Linked DNA regions of Gossypium hirsutum: region 1 is linked to region 2. The links are chromatin contacts, called in public Hi-C maps. All regions are on one chromosome and are shown on one strand. The core of a region is the stretch at or near the end of the contact, and the rest is flanking DNA. Distances in the headings are between cores, read along the strand shown. Region 1 has its middle 8.8 kb from the start of LOC107949896. Region 2 holds the start of LOC107949706 (transcription factor GTE10).

Region 1 (7,334 bases), core at 1,144-3,643, 97 kb after region 2:
GCAATACATGCATTGCATAAATGAAGCATTATGGATCATGCCTATTAAACTAAAATGGCAGATACTTTTAGACCCATGCAAACTTTCGACATACTTAGAAATTCAAGGTTGGAGTGTAGAAACTCACAGTATTTTCTTGCCTCCTTATATTAGCTTTTCCTAATGCCAGAGCCTCATTCATCCTGACAGCTAAGTATGACAACCATGCATTGATTAAACTAAATATGTTCAGCCCTTAAGACCCAGATTCCATAATTATCCAGAAACTTAGAGTTTTCTTACTCTACGTTTTTTCTTCAATCCACAAGTTCGGAGGGATAAGAAAACTTACATGTTCCCAATCTTTTCACTTCTAGACTCAAATTCGCACAATGGTTGCAACATGCAGAATGTTCTTCGACTACATCATTTTCTTCTTCAAGGCGACTGAAAAAGACAATACTTAGAGAAATGTTTAGGAAGCAGAATTGAGAGAAATTCCGTTCCCGTACACACCTATATATACTCCATCGACACAGTCTCTAAAGACCATTATCGTCACTCAATCCTAATTATTATGTCTCCCGCTTTGGAACCAGCTGCTTATATCCTAACCGAACCAAGGTTGAGATACAACTATTCAAATTTCGACCACTAAAATTTCTAATTTACCTGGTGGGGCCTAATAGTTTGCTAATCTTCTCAATTTAAACTTAATTTCCTTAGTTTTGGTTTAGATAACGATGTCCGGTATTACAAAATCTCATATTCCTTCAAAAGGTCATCAAACTCTATGGTTAAATACTCTTCATCTCGATTGATCATAATACCTTGACACTTTTACCTAGTTGGTTTGTAATTCATTTTTAAACCCTTTCAACTTTTCAATGGCCTCAAATTTATGGCACATTAGATAAAAATATACATATTTATTGTAATCATCAACAAATTTTATGAAGTATTGAAAACCTCCTCTAGCCTATGTATTCATTAGATTAAATACATCATTATATATAAGGCCTAATTAATTATTAGCTTGCTTACTTTTACTAGTTAAAGAAGCTTTAGCTATTTTGGTTGACAAGCAAAATCCACATGGTTCATATTGTTCAAAAGCAAGTGATCCAAGAATTCATCTTTATGAAGCTTGGAGATGTGTTTCTCACTTATGTGTCCTAACGACAATGTCAAAAATAAGTTTGAATTGAACTATTTGCTTTTAATTTTTTAGTATTTATGTTATAAATAAACATATCTTTATCAAAGATATAGAAGCTATTAACCAATTGTGCACAACCATAGAAAATTTCATTTATATAAAAAGAACAACATTTATTCTTAATAATAATCTCAAAACCTGTTTTGGTTGAAAAAGAAATGAAAATAATGTTTTTTGGTTATTGAGGACACAAAATGCGACTCCCAACAACTAATGCATTAACTATTGCTCCATTTACTACTTGTGGGTCCACATCCCCTTTAGTTAGGTTCTACTTCTTTGTAACCTCTATACAAAAACAAAAATAAGAGTAGAAGTAGATATATTAATATTAATAACATGAATACTTAAAGTAAAAGATAAGAAGTTTCTTTTAATTTGATATCTTTTTTTAATAAAGAAATTGTTTGTTCTGGAATTTTTCTTTTTTACATTTTCTTAGTTGAGACTGTGTCAAGTTAACTCATGACACCAACAAAGTCTTTTTATTAAAAATATAGATATAGATGTATATTTTTTTGGTCGTAACCAAGGTTTCCATCATCAATAATAGTGACTAATCCCTTCATTACAAGTGACTTTCGAAGAAGTAAATGGCTAGTCATAAAATATGTACTCTATTTTCATGAGCGAAAATTGAACCCAACAATATACTTAAAGGGATGGAGGTGAGACATAATACATGTTAAATAATTAAATAATATATCAACTAATAATATAAAAAATCTACGGTATATTTAAAACTAAAATTTTAGTTAAATAAAATATTAATTAAACCCAGTAGACAAATTTGGTACGACAAAAAGATGTTTGTGCTCTTTTACATTGTTTTTCTTTTCTTGGTAATGTGGGATTTAACAATGTGATTAGACTTCAAAGCCTCTTATTTAGCCTTAGTTGCCCACCTTTTTGGTCGACATTATTGGGTCGTAAGTTTCACAACAGCTCTGTTGATGTGTGTGAAAATTAATGAGCCATCCAAACAGGAAAGAGAAAAAGGGAGATTCCTACGTACTAAGACCAAGCTGATCGTAATGAGCCACTAGATTTATTGCACGTTACAACAGTTGTCGAGGGTTTTAAAAAAAAAGGAGGCAGAGAGATTACTTGTTCAGTAATTCAGCAAAGTCAAATTGGGTTCATGTTGGACCCCATTGCTTAAACTTGATCACTACAGATGGAAGAATCCTAGCCGTATAGATTAGAGGGGCCCACGAATCCAAAAGTAAAGATCATTCGATGATTTTGAATCGTACGGCTTCGGATTGGTGGTGGAGAAAAAAGAGAAAAGGGAGCTACTCGAGTTGTTGGTAGAAAATGATAACTGAATGTGGAGGGCTGAGCTGCCAAGGGGACAATTGGCAAATCTTGAGCCAAGCAGCGTTGTGATTTTTATTCTAGTTGGGTCATCCCGAATAAAGATAAAAGATTTAAGGAACAACCTCGCCCACCGTTTTCATTCCCTAAGAAACACGGTATAAAACAATTATTTTGATTAGGGTTAATATAATTAAGTCTATTTTGTTATGCGCTCCACTTTTGTATTTCAGCTCAACGATTAGGTTTATTTTAATTTTTGTATTTAGAAAAATATAAAATTTTGATAATGTGATATTATGATATTATGTCACGTCATTATCTGTAAAATAGTTAATCTAATGATATAGTTGTTATACTATACATCAATAATGACAGTAGGAATGATTGCAAAGTAATAAGAAAAAAAATAAGAATACGTAGATTTTACGTGAAAAACCCTTATCAGGAAAAACCATGGGTAGGGGAAGATAAATTCATTGAAGCTGAAAAACAACAATACAAGAAGCTTTTGGCTATGCTCTGTTTTTAAGGGTTAAACAACTCTTTTTTCTTTTTAACCCCATGTGATGGCCTGATGATCAATGGTGTTTATCGCCCCAAGTGTGGCCTAGATTCAAGTCGTGCTAGTTGTGTTTGTTGCTTGAGTTTTGTCTTGTTATTGTAATTAACTAAAAAAATCCTTTTTTAATCAATGTATAATAAAAGAAATATAGTCCTATATAGATTCAACTTGTGCGGCAAGGCCCATAAATTTTTAACCCTCAGACCTTCGCATCCACAGATCCCCAATTTTGCCTCTCTATTTGATTTCTTTAACAAGTGAGTTGCATCTTGAACTTTTCTAGCCAGATCAAACGGGATTCGGGTCACACAACTCTAACAATGACACAATATCAAAGTGCCACATCATCAAACTTTTACATCATTCCAAAATCAGGAATCAAAATAGACCTAAGTTCAAGTATCAAAGTGGACAAAAAAATACAAGTATCAAAGTAGATCTAGTTATCAAGTTCAAGGGCTAAAATTTGCATGAACCCTTTTGAAGATATCTCTAATTTTTAATTAAAATTATATATCATGATGCATTTTATTTAACAAATATTTTTATTAAAAATTCATATATAACTAAAAGGTTTTGATTGAATTGGTGAAGTTAAAATATTGAAAATGAATGTTTTGTGTTCAAATTTGTATCTTTCTAGATTTCACATGATTTAAAATGATAAATTTACTCTCATAATAATGTTTATTATTTCATAAAATAAAGGGTTTTTGTTAATTGATAATTGAATTGGACCCGATTGATAGATGACATTAAAACAGTTAACAATTTAAATATAATATAAGATAGATGAAATAGATTATATATCATGATGCAAGTCAAATTTATTTTTATTTTTTGGTCTCTTCAATGTTTATTTTACAGTTTACATTTGGGGTTCGTGACTGCCCCTCTCAATAAAATTATCTCTAAACTTTGAACACATATTCTCTTTTTAAATTGTAATATATCTTATTCTCTTTTTAAATTGTAATATATCTTATTAGTATACTCAACACTTGTTAATTACATATTTATATTTAAATATTATCATGAACAGAGTGGAAGTTCTAAGAGCTTAAACACACACAATTGTCTAACATCTATTACACGAATAATTACATAAATTTTAGATGTATGAAATATGTAAATTTAAATTCAACCCCTAAGAATTTCATCTCACTTTCAATAAGTTGAATTTGTTTCCTTTTCCTTAACTTGTTTACCTTGTTTGTCATTAACTTGAATCCGTTCTTTTTTAAAAAAAAATTTGAAGTGTTATTTTTTGGACAGTTAACCTAAACCGTTAATAATAAAAAGTATTATCCCTTAAATCTGTTACAAGATGAAATGTAAAAAAAATAAAAATTTAAAAATGATTCCGTAGTCAACAATCCCCCTCGACAAGCCTGAATTTGATAACCTTTTTACCATTTTTTATGAATAATAAATCCTATATGGTTGTCATCATGTTATGTTTTGTTATCGCTATCACGGCCATCATAATTGCCACTTCATTGTTTCCAATTTGTTACATCTAATGCAGTTATGTTTCTATTTCCTAAACTAAAAATAATATAAACGGATTTTTTATAAATTCTAAAAATAAGATTTTCAATTGTATTAAAAAATATTTATACAATTTCTACTACTACTCATATTGTTTTAAACTCTTAAATTAAAAGATAATGCGCGTTTAAATATATTTAAACCCACAAATTTTTTATTTATTACAACAATATCAATTAATTTAAGACTCAATCAACACAAATTTAAATTTAATTGTTCATTACGCAAGAAACAATCGAAGGTTTCAAAATGATAAATTAACCAATAACAAAATTTAAAAATTAGAAGCACAAAAGAGTAAACGTTGTATGCATGGAAAGTAAATTCTCATAAATTTTTGTGTTCTATCGTTGAACTTATGGTGATGTTGAAGTTCAAGATTTAGCACGATAAACCACAAACTCAAAATAGATGTAAAAGAAAAAGAAAATAGATAGCATACTTTATTTAAGAATTTGGCGAAGGTGGAATTTAGAGACTCGGGCTCCAAGTGAATTTGTGGAAATAAATAAGTCAGATTCAAATCAAACAAATAGAAATAGAAGAATATAATAGAATGACTCCTACAAAAGCCTAGGATAACTTGTATCCAAAAAATGTCAATGAATGAGTTTGGACCCCTATGAAACCCTTACAAAAACTAAAATCACCAGTGTTGGAAAACTTGAAGACCCATAACTTCGGAAGACTTGAAAGTAAACCAAAAGAAAACTTTTACTCTGATAATGTACTTCACGCATACAACTAAAAAATAAAGACTCCCAACTTTATTCAATGATTAAAAGGGGTGGCCTAAGGTCCCAAGTTAGAAGAATTTAACAGAAATAATACTCTTGATTAACGAAGTTAAACTTCTATGAACCAGTAAAAACTCTATGATGTATTCTAGTGAATCAAAAGAGAGTATTAATGTAAATATAAGACGGTAAAAAAGTGTTTAAATTGAATAAAATTTCCTCTAGATGGACAGCTATGCAAAGTCTCATTCCAACCATCCTTCTTTCTTTTATTTCCGAATTATTTTAGTTCAAATTTATGGACCCGATTACATCTAAATTCAAGTGACTTAATTTTAAGTGATTAAATTATTTATCTTAATAAAAAGTTTAATATTATATGTTGATTTGGTTATTTGGTGGGCGTATTAAATTAAAATTTTATCATTATAAATTGATCATCCCTCTACTTATTAGGGTTACACACATAAACTAATAGAACATTTTGACCTCCATCGTTAGGGTTTGTGTAACAAAAGGAAATAAGTTGCTAGAGAGAAACCAATTTACTGTTGTGTTCTTCTTCGTCAAATCTAATGGTTAATTCCAATTCCACTTCAAGTAATTTTATATATAAGTGGAATAATAATATTATAGAGATCCTAGAATTATTATATATTCAATGTTAGGTTTTGGTTTGCATAATTTCATGATTTTGAATTTTTATATGTAGTATCAGAGTATGATTATAAATACATGATTTCTCATTGAACAATATAATTAAGATATTACAATAAATAGTCAACATAGATATTAATCATTCTTGACTTTTGTTGTTTGATAAGTGTTGACACCATTTTTTGATTGAAAACGGGGTCGACTTGGGTTTTGGAAAATGAAAACGAAAATGGGAGTCGCCACCGATCTTTTTTTGATGAGGTGTGATCGGATCACCTCGAAAAGTGGTTGTTTTTAATAAACGATTTGATTTTATTAAAACAACAAGTTTGGTCCACGAAATTCAGAAAAACGGGTTCGGGAGTTGGTTACGCACGAGGAAGGATTAGCACCCTCGATACGTCCAAAATTGGTACCTAGTTGATTACTTAATGTCTTAGTGTCGAAAAATTGAAAACTTTAAAGAAATTTAAAATATGATCCTTAAAAAAAAACTCGGATGATATGGATTGAAAATTCAAGAGGATATTTGGCTATTCGGTCAATCGAGAAATCGAAACCCAGCACATTAGGGCATGTTCCTCGAATTTCCAAACGCAAAACATTGCCTTATTTTGAAATTTTTAAAAGGATATTTAGCCATTTGGTTGAATGAGAAAAATCGACACCCAGCACCTTAGGGCATGTTTTCTCGAATTTCCAAACGCAAAACATTGCCATATTTTGAAATTTTTTTAAAAGGATATTAAGCCATTTGGTTGAACGAGAAAAATCGACACCCAGCACCTTAGGGCATGTTTTCTCAAATTTCCAAACTCAAAACATTGCCTTATTTTAAAATTTTTAAAAGGATATTAAGCCATTTGGTTGAACGAGAAAAATCGACACCCAGTACCTTAGGGCACGTTTTCTCGAATTTCCAAACGCAAAACATTGCCTTATTTGAAATTTTTTTTCGTTTTTGATAAATCCGAGTAAAATGTAAAATAATGATGATAATGATAATATAAATAACACAAGCAAAATAAGAAAAGATAAATAAATAAGATGGCAAATATATAATGAAAAGAAATCAACAAATAAAAGTAAATAAACAAATAAAAAATTAAAGCACTTAAATAAAAGAATAATGATAATGAGCATGTAAATAAGTAAATAAATTAACACCAAATAAAACAATAGTAGTGAATAACATAATAATATATATATTTTTAAAAAGTATATAAAAAGGTATGTTTTAAATTATAAAGATGGTATATAAGTAGGTATATGTATTTATGAAAATAAAAATATAGATATATAGATATGT
Region 2 (6,954 bases), core at 3,127-5,626:
ACTAACCTTTTCAAGTGCCTTTTCTCGAGCTTTTAATATGGTGTCAGCAAAACGGTTCCTCAATAAAGCTGCACGATAGAGCTTTTCGGGGGAGACTTGCCTCTCAGATGGAGCACTCTCCTCTATAATATTACAGCATTATGGGTGAGATGATGCCCCAACTGTAACAGTACAGAGCCTTTCTAATAATTATGCTTACCCTCTTGGTGGCATTCTACCTCAATAGCACTAGACTTATCATGAGAGTTTAGCTCAACTTGACCCAACTCATTTAAAGACTCTGTATGAGCACAAAAGAATAGGCATATTATATATTGACCCAAAATAGATTTTCCAGAGGCATACATGTGTATAAAAAGAATGGGAAAACTTACGATTTCCAGCATCAGGAACAGCAACACTTCCGTTCTTTGACTCCATATTTGTTCCTGATTCAAAATTTTCCTATCACATAAGGATGGTAAAGATAAATATTAGAATTGTGATGCACTGTGTCTCAAATACGCTCACAGCAGACAAGAAATTCGTTTTCAATTTACAAAAACACTTGGAATTTCCAAATTATAAAAAGAGATACCTTTGTAGAACTAAATGGAACAAAAGCCTTAGCAGAATCTGAATCTGAAAAAGAAAAGTACAAAATGAAAATTACAGTATGTTAAGAAACGGCACAAGTTTACATTTGCTGTGAAGCATGTCCCACGTAATCCTCATAACATGTGATTTTATAGCTTGTTTTAGATGGTCCCCAATTTAACTTGCATCACTAACATGAAGTAGAAAGTAGGCAGCGGGCATCAAATCTCAAGCAAAAAAATTAACAAAAATGGTTCTAACTAGAGAACCTCTAAAAATCAGAAAAATGGTGACCATTATTATTCGCATGAAGACCTAAGATAACAAATTGCATAATTGATAGCAAGAGTTTCAGTCAAAAGTTCCACACGGTGAACAAATTATCATAAAGAAAGCTGGCCTGTTACCCAAAAGCTATTCCCGTTTCTCAAAAGCTATTCCCGTTTCTTTCTTTCATCTTGTATCCCCAAGTTTCAGGACTCATCTCCATAGTTTCACCCTATTCTAATTTAAGGGAATCAAGTTATCTAAATACAGCTGAGATAAAATAAGCCAGCCAGCAGAGATGGGTAAGCATGTTACAATGATAGAATATGTTTGCAAATGGGCAGAATTAACTGTTGAAAAAGGATTGATAGATTCAATTCCATCAATGAACATTTTCCACAGAGATATATTTGGGAGTCATCCTCAAAAAGGAAAAAGCCAAAAGCCAAATACCTAAAGATTAAGGTCTAATCTGAGTCCTCTACACGTTAGGATAGATATAAAAAATACACAGAATCGAGTAGAAACCAAACAAAAGCATGGAATAGCACCAAAAAAAACACAACAACAACAACAACATGGAAACATTTTATCAACCACTCAACAACAATGAAGAGCATCAAAGAATGATCTCAAGCTAGAAAACAACTTGACTTAGACAAACTATGATCTACTAAATTGTGAATAAGTTCAACAAAAATCAGAACTCTTAGTAGAGATAACTTTCACATAGAATTTTTTCCATACATATATTTTCCCATATCCAAAACATATATTTCCTTTAAGTTTTCTTCAATAATAAAGCAGAAACAGCGGGCTCAAACACACAACAATTGCTCGAAGCAAGATCTCTTAAGCATAATAAATAAATAAAGGAAAAGTTCACTACAGTATAATTGTACAAACCACTAGAAGAAGAGCCTGATTCACCACTGGATCCACTGGAACTACTGCATCTGCTATTTCTACGGGTTAACCCCTTCTCTATTGCTACTGGAGGGTAACTGCTACCAACTATATCTACGACCTCATCAACTTGATCATTACCTAACAAGAAAGAGAAGAAATATTAGTTTCTGCCATGATTTGGTTTACTACTACCTTGCTATCTGTAAATAAATCCAAAAATGCACAGAGGTTGGTAAATTACCTTTACATGGCTGCATTGATGAATTGCTAAACCCTGACTCATTAAGAAGCTACAAAAACGGAAAAGACAAAGCAATATCATAAGTGCCAATGTTGCATTTTGGATAAAAGAAAAAGAAAGGCACCAAAGGATGAGATAGATGCATAAGGATACCTCCATTTCACAGGATTCAGCTTTTGCCTGGTTTTTCTGCTTCTCCAGCAAATAATCATCCAAAAGTTTACGCAATTTGTACAATGTTTCATGACTTAGAGCATCAATATCGATCTCAATCTCATCCTCACCCATTTGACCATCACAAGAACTCTGCTCTTTAAGAAAGTCAACAATGTTTTCTGGCAATTCTACCAACAAAGACTCTAATTCTGTGCTCAAATTATGCTTCTCCTGATCGGTCATGATCTGTCTGATGGGCTCTGGCTTGACCATAGCATCTTTTGGGTTAATTATTTTCTTTTTCAAAGGTAAAACATTACTATTCGTTTCACCTTCTATAGGTGCAGCTGCTGTTGAAGGCACAGCATCAACATTTTTCGTTACAGGAAGCTTCTTTTCTATAGCTTTCCATCTTACTTCAAAATATTTACTTAGTGTCTTGGCCATGAAGTTGACATCATTTCCAGGTGGGTTATATGTCATTGCATTAGAAAATGTAAGGCGAACATCTGCAGCAAAGTCCAAAGGATTTGAATAGTGCCCTGAAGTTATCCTCTTCTTCACAGTGCCCAAATCCATGGGGTGCTTAATGACAGTAAAATAATCTGGAATGTTCAACTTCACTACGTCAACAGGGCTGTTAAAAACCCAACCAAAATTATGTTGCATCAAACGGTTAAGCAAAGCCTCACATTCCTTCATCAAATGAGCATTTGAATTACTCACTGCCACAGCAGGCTTCAGAGATTCAGAACATCCAGATGGATTCTTTTTTGTGCAGGCTCCATTAAGTCCTCCAAAAGGTCGTTTCTTCCCCTGCAAACTCAGTTCTTCTACTGACTGATGCACACTCTCTAGTGGAGGCCTCTTCTTCCCATCACTGCAACTCCTGTTATCAGTAGACGGTGATAAAAGAACACTTGTACCAAAAGAACCAACTTTCTTCTGCAGCACCCGAACCTGTTCAAGCTCCATTTTTAGCCTCAATCCCAGATCCTTTCTTTCCCGTAGTGACATCTTAGACAGAGACAATACTTGCATGGGGACACCAAAATTATCATAACCATCGGCATTCAAACTGATGCATTTCCTTTTCCGTGCACAAGAATCCTCTGACACCGTCATCTCTGTAAAAATCCGTCTAGAACTCCCAAAGCCTTCTGATTCACCCATAGTCTCAACAGCATGCTTGTAATCATGGCTGAAACTAGAAGAATTCCGTCCCTTAGAATGCTTCCTAGACTTCCCCATCAATCTCGAAAATGAACACTTTCCAGATTCCTTCTGTCCTGTGTACTCTATGGGAATAGCTGGTGCCATAAGATTGACTTCCAATGACAGCACATAACAACCACTCCGCTAAGTTCTATAATCTCCCATGGTTGATCATATTGAAACCCAGAATCAAAATGTAAAATTCGATAGGGTAATGACACTCTATTCGCTTGTTATGAGCTCCAATTGCAACAAATGTTAAGTGTATCTACTTATCCTAATTTCTTGAGAAGTTCCAAAATGGGAAGTTCATTAGTCCTCCAAAAGAATTCATACACCAATCCCAAATATTGGTCTTCACATTCGTCAAAGAATGAAATGTTGAATTATAACCCTAATTAAAGAAATCGCAATCGGTGTATAAAAAACAAAACCCAAAATTATGAACTTTTTTCTCTTAAGTTCCCAATCAACGGCACCTCAAGAAAAACTATAACACTTATCTTTCCTTTCCTTGCCGCTCAAAGGAAAAAAAAAACAACAAAATTCAGTCATTTTTCCGTCGTATTTCCGACATAATGATTGGTATGAATCCACAGCATGATGAGGATTTGTTTAAAGAAAGAATTATTGAAGAAAATAAGAACGAATCAATACTTACGGGAGAAAAAATTGAAAAATCTACGCTAAGCTCGTTTATGTCTTTAGAATCGAGGTTGAAATGGAAAATTTGAAATGTAGCTCAAACCCTAAATCTGTCTCCACATGAATTCTCTTATTTCAAAACCTGGATCTCGCAACAGAGCCACGGATGGATTTTCCCGATTAGAAACCCTAGAGAGAGAAATTGAAAGTTGAAACTCCCCCTTTCCTCTCACTCCTCGACAAATCTTGGCCTTGAAGCGCGAGCAAAATCAGAAAGAAAAAAAAGTTAATAACAAAAAGAGACCGAGAAAGAAAGAGAGAATGTAGTCGTTGATAGGCCAAGGTCTTATTCGCCTCTCAACTTAAAGGCCCAATGGCCTCTTTTCCCGCCGCTATTGAACTCATCTTAGCCTTTGATTTATTCAGTCGGTGTAATCCAACGGGTAGCATTATAATTTCTGATCCACCGTCAGAGTCTAGATCTGACGGCTGTCATTGTTACGATTCAAATCTTTGATGACTTTACTTGAGTTCCCATAATTACAATACACTCTCGTGTGATTGAATATAAACTACTCGCTCATTTTATAACAACACGTTTCTAACTGTTTCACTATTTGACAGGTGGAACATTCAAGTTGGCGAGTAAATATTCTCAACAAATTGTCAGAGTTATTAATGGAGAGTGAAGAAAGTACGCCCACCACGTTTCTGCATTGACTTTTCACTGCCCTCTCACGATACTTTATCCACACGTGCTGAATTGGGAGCCTCTAATCCAATTTTAGAATTTTTTTGTCAACTAAATCCTCATCTTATCTAATCTTATTACATCATGCCACCACACTCACTGGTTGGCGAGAATAACTTAGATAAAAATTTATTTAATAATAATCTAATGATATTTTTATGGAAGCTTAAAAATCATTGTCTTGCGTTGTTTTTTTATTGATTTTTATATAAAAAATAGAAATATATTTGTAATAATTTTTTTTGTAAAATGTATTTTTAAGGTGAGTTTGGATGGGCGGTGTATTTACCTACAATTAGTGTAAAAATAGCGGTGGCGGTAAGATTAGACACTGTAACGATACTGTAACGTGAGACAAAAAATAAACTAAATGCACCGCACCGAACTCAATCGCCCATCCAAACCCACCCTTAGTCTTATGAGTTAAACTCAAATGAAATTAATTTAATTAGAGTTTTAGTATATAAAGTTAATTACGAAAAAAATATTTATAAGAATGGATTATTTTGACAATAAAAATTAATGTTGTCAACGTGTCAAACTACGCTACCTATAAAAATATTATGTTAATATAAATAAATAAATAATATAAAAATAAGGGATGTCACCAACTAAGGGGGTAGCACCCCTTTTTCACCCGTGGCTTTTAACTTGTTTTCTTATTTTTATATTTTTAAAGGCATAAAAACATTATTTACCTTTCAATTTTATAAAAAGAAATTATTTTATCCTTTTATTTAATTTTTTCTTTTCTTTTTGTCTAATTACTCTAAAATAGATAGAAAATTTAATATTTTAATTTTGATGATGTGGCATATACGTAGATTGCTACATGGATGATATATCAACATTTAATTAATTTTTTAAAATTAAAAAAAAAACCAAATTTTCCATGTCATGAAAATTCACATGTATGTCACATAAGCAAAGTTAACAAACATTAAATTTTCTATTTATTTTGAGGTGATTTAACAAAATCTGCAAATTAAAGAGTTAAAAGAAACAAATTAAATAGATAGCTAAAATAATTCTTTTTATAAAATTAGAATATCGAATATATCATTATGCCTTTAAAAAATATAAAATAAAAGGTGATAGGTGAAATTATAATTAAAATAGTTTATTATTATTTTATTTATTTTTATTAAAATGATATTTTTTATTAGTTGTATCACTTGATACGTTGATGACACTAACTTTTACTGTTAAAAATGATTCATCCTCGTAAATAGTATGATTTCTACTCCATTTTTGTAATTAAAATTTTTTTCGAATTACTAATATAAAAAAAATCACATATATATAACAATTTACATAGACATTTAAAAAAAAAAAATCAATGTGTCATTATAATATTGCGACAAGTTACACATATAATCTATTGACTCCCCCATTCAATTTTAAAAAAATTAAATAGATAATATTTGTTTAAAATAATTAATTTACTTAATTAAACATAAATTCAATTAGATAATTTATATATTTGATTTAAATTAAATAATTTTTAGGGTAAACTATTCATAAAGTCACCCAATTATAAAAAATTTTCATTTTAGGCACTTAAAAAAAGTTTGTGATTTAGGCACCTACGTACGTAGTTCGATCATTTTGGTCACTCCTACTAAAATCACAAATGGAAATCTGACATGGAATTTTTTTTTTAAAAAATTTGGTTTTCTTCGTAATTAAAGTAAAATCCATGTCATTGTTACTCATTAAAAATTATCATTTTAGTCACCAAAACTTTTAATTTAATTTAACGATGCCCCAAAATTTGACTTAAGCAACGGGGCATCAGGCTCATTCCTGACCTTCAAGTACCAGTGCAGCACCTCACACCTAACCCGGTCACCGGATTCGAATGTGCGGTGTCACATTACGTCGCCAAAGCAACTCAAGCTACTATAACACACATACATTTTATTCATTCATCAAAATAATTCATATGCATGCATTTATACACTCATTAATTTCATTTCATCACTTTACGGGGTTATACGAGTTACTTTCAAAGTAGGACTTGAATCCAAACTCAAATGTCAAATTTTAAATTTATATCTAGAGACAAGGGTCTCCATGACTCGAGACAGGTCATAAATTATTTTGGAATTTTTAGCTTTGAAGTTAACATGTCTCAAGACACTACATGTTATGTCTCGAGGCAATATCCTTTATATCTCGAGACTAACCAACC

Evidence for each region. A called contact is a pair of places that touch in the nucleus more often than the background predicts.
Region 1: a Hi-C map of leaf shows a contact between it and region 2, with 2.4 times the contacts expected there. The contact joins the enhancer-like site here to the promoter of LOC107949706 in region 2. A contact is called at or near these places in 6 of 34 Hi-C or Micro-C datasets (all in leaf).

What each region holds. Positions count from the first base shown.
Region 1 is chrD03:41,590,293-41,597,626 of Gossypium_hirsutum_v2.1, forward strand. No RefSeq gene overlaps it. Among protein-coding and RNA genes, the nearest start is that of LOC107949896, 8.8 kb to the right of the region's middle. Within about 2 kb of position 2,394, at least 4 of the 9 cell types and tissues checked have an H3K27ac peak or open chromatin away from gene starts, as enhancers often do. A contact at or near this core is called in leaf, where this site is marked.
Region 2 is chrD03:41,491,439-41,498,392 of Gossypium_hirsutum_v2.1, forward strand. It overlaps LOC107949706 (transcription factor GTE10), which reads right to left and starts at 4,377. Exons shown (of 10, transcript XM_016884444.2): 1 at 2,147-4,377; 2 at 1,994-2,042; 3 at 1,750-1,890; 4 at 578-621; 5 at 375-444; 6 at 200-280; 7 at 7-122. The coding sequence starts at 3,469.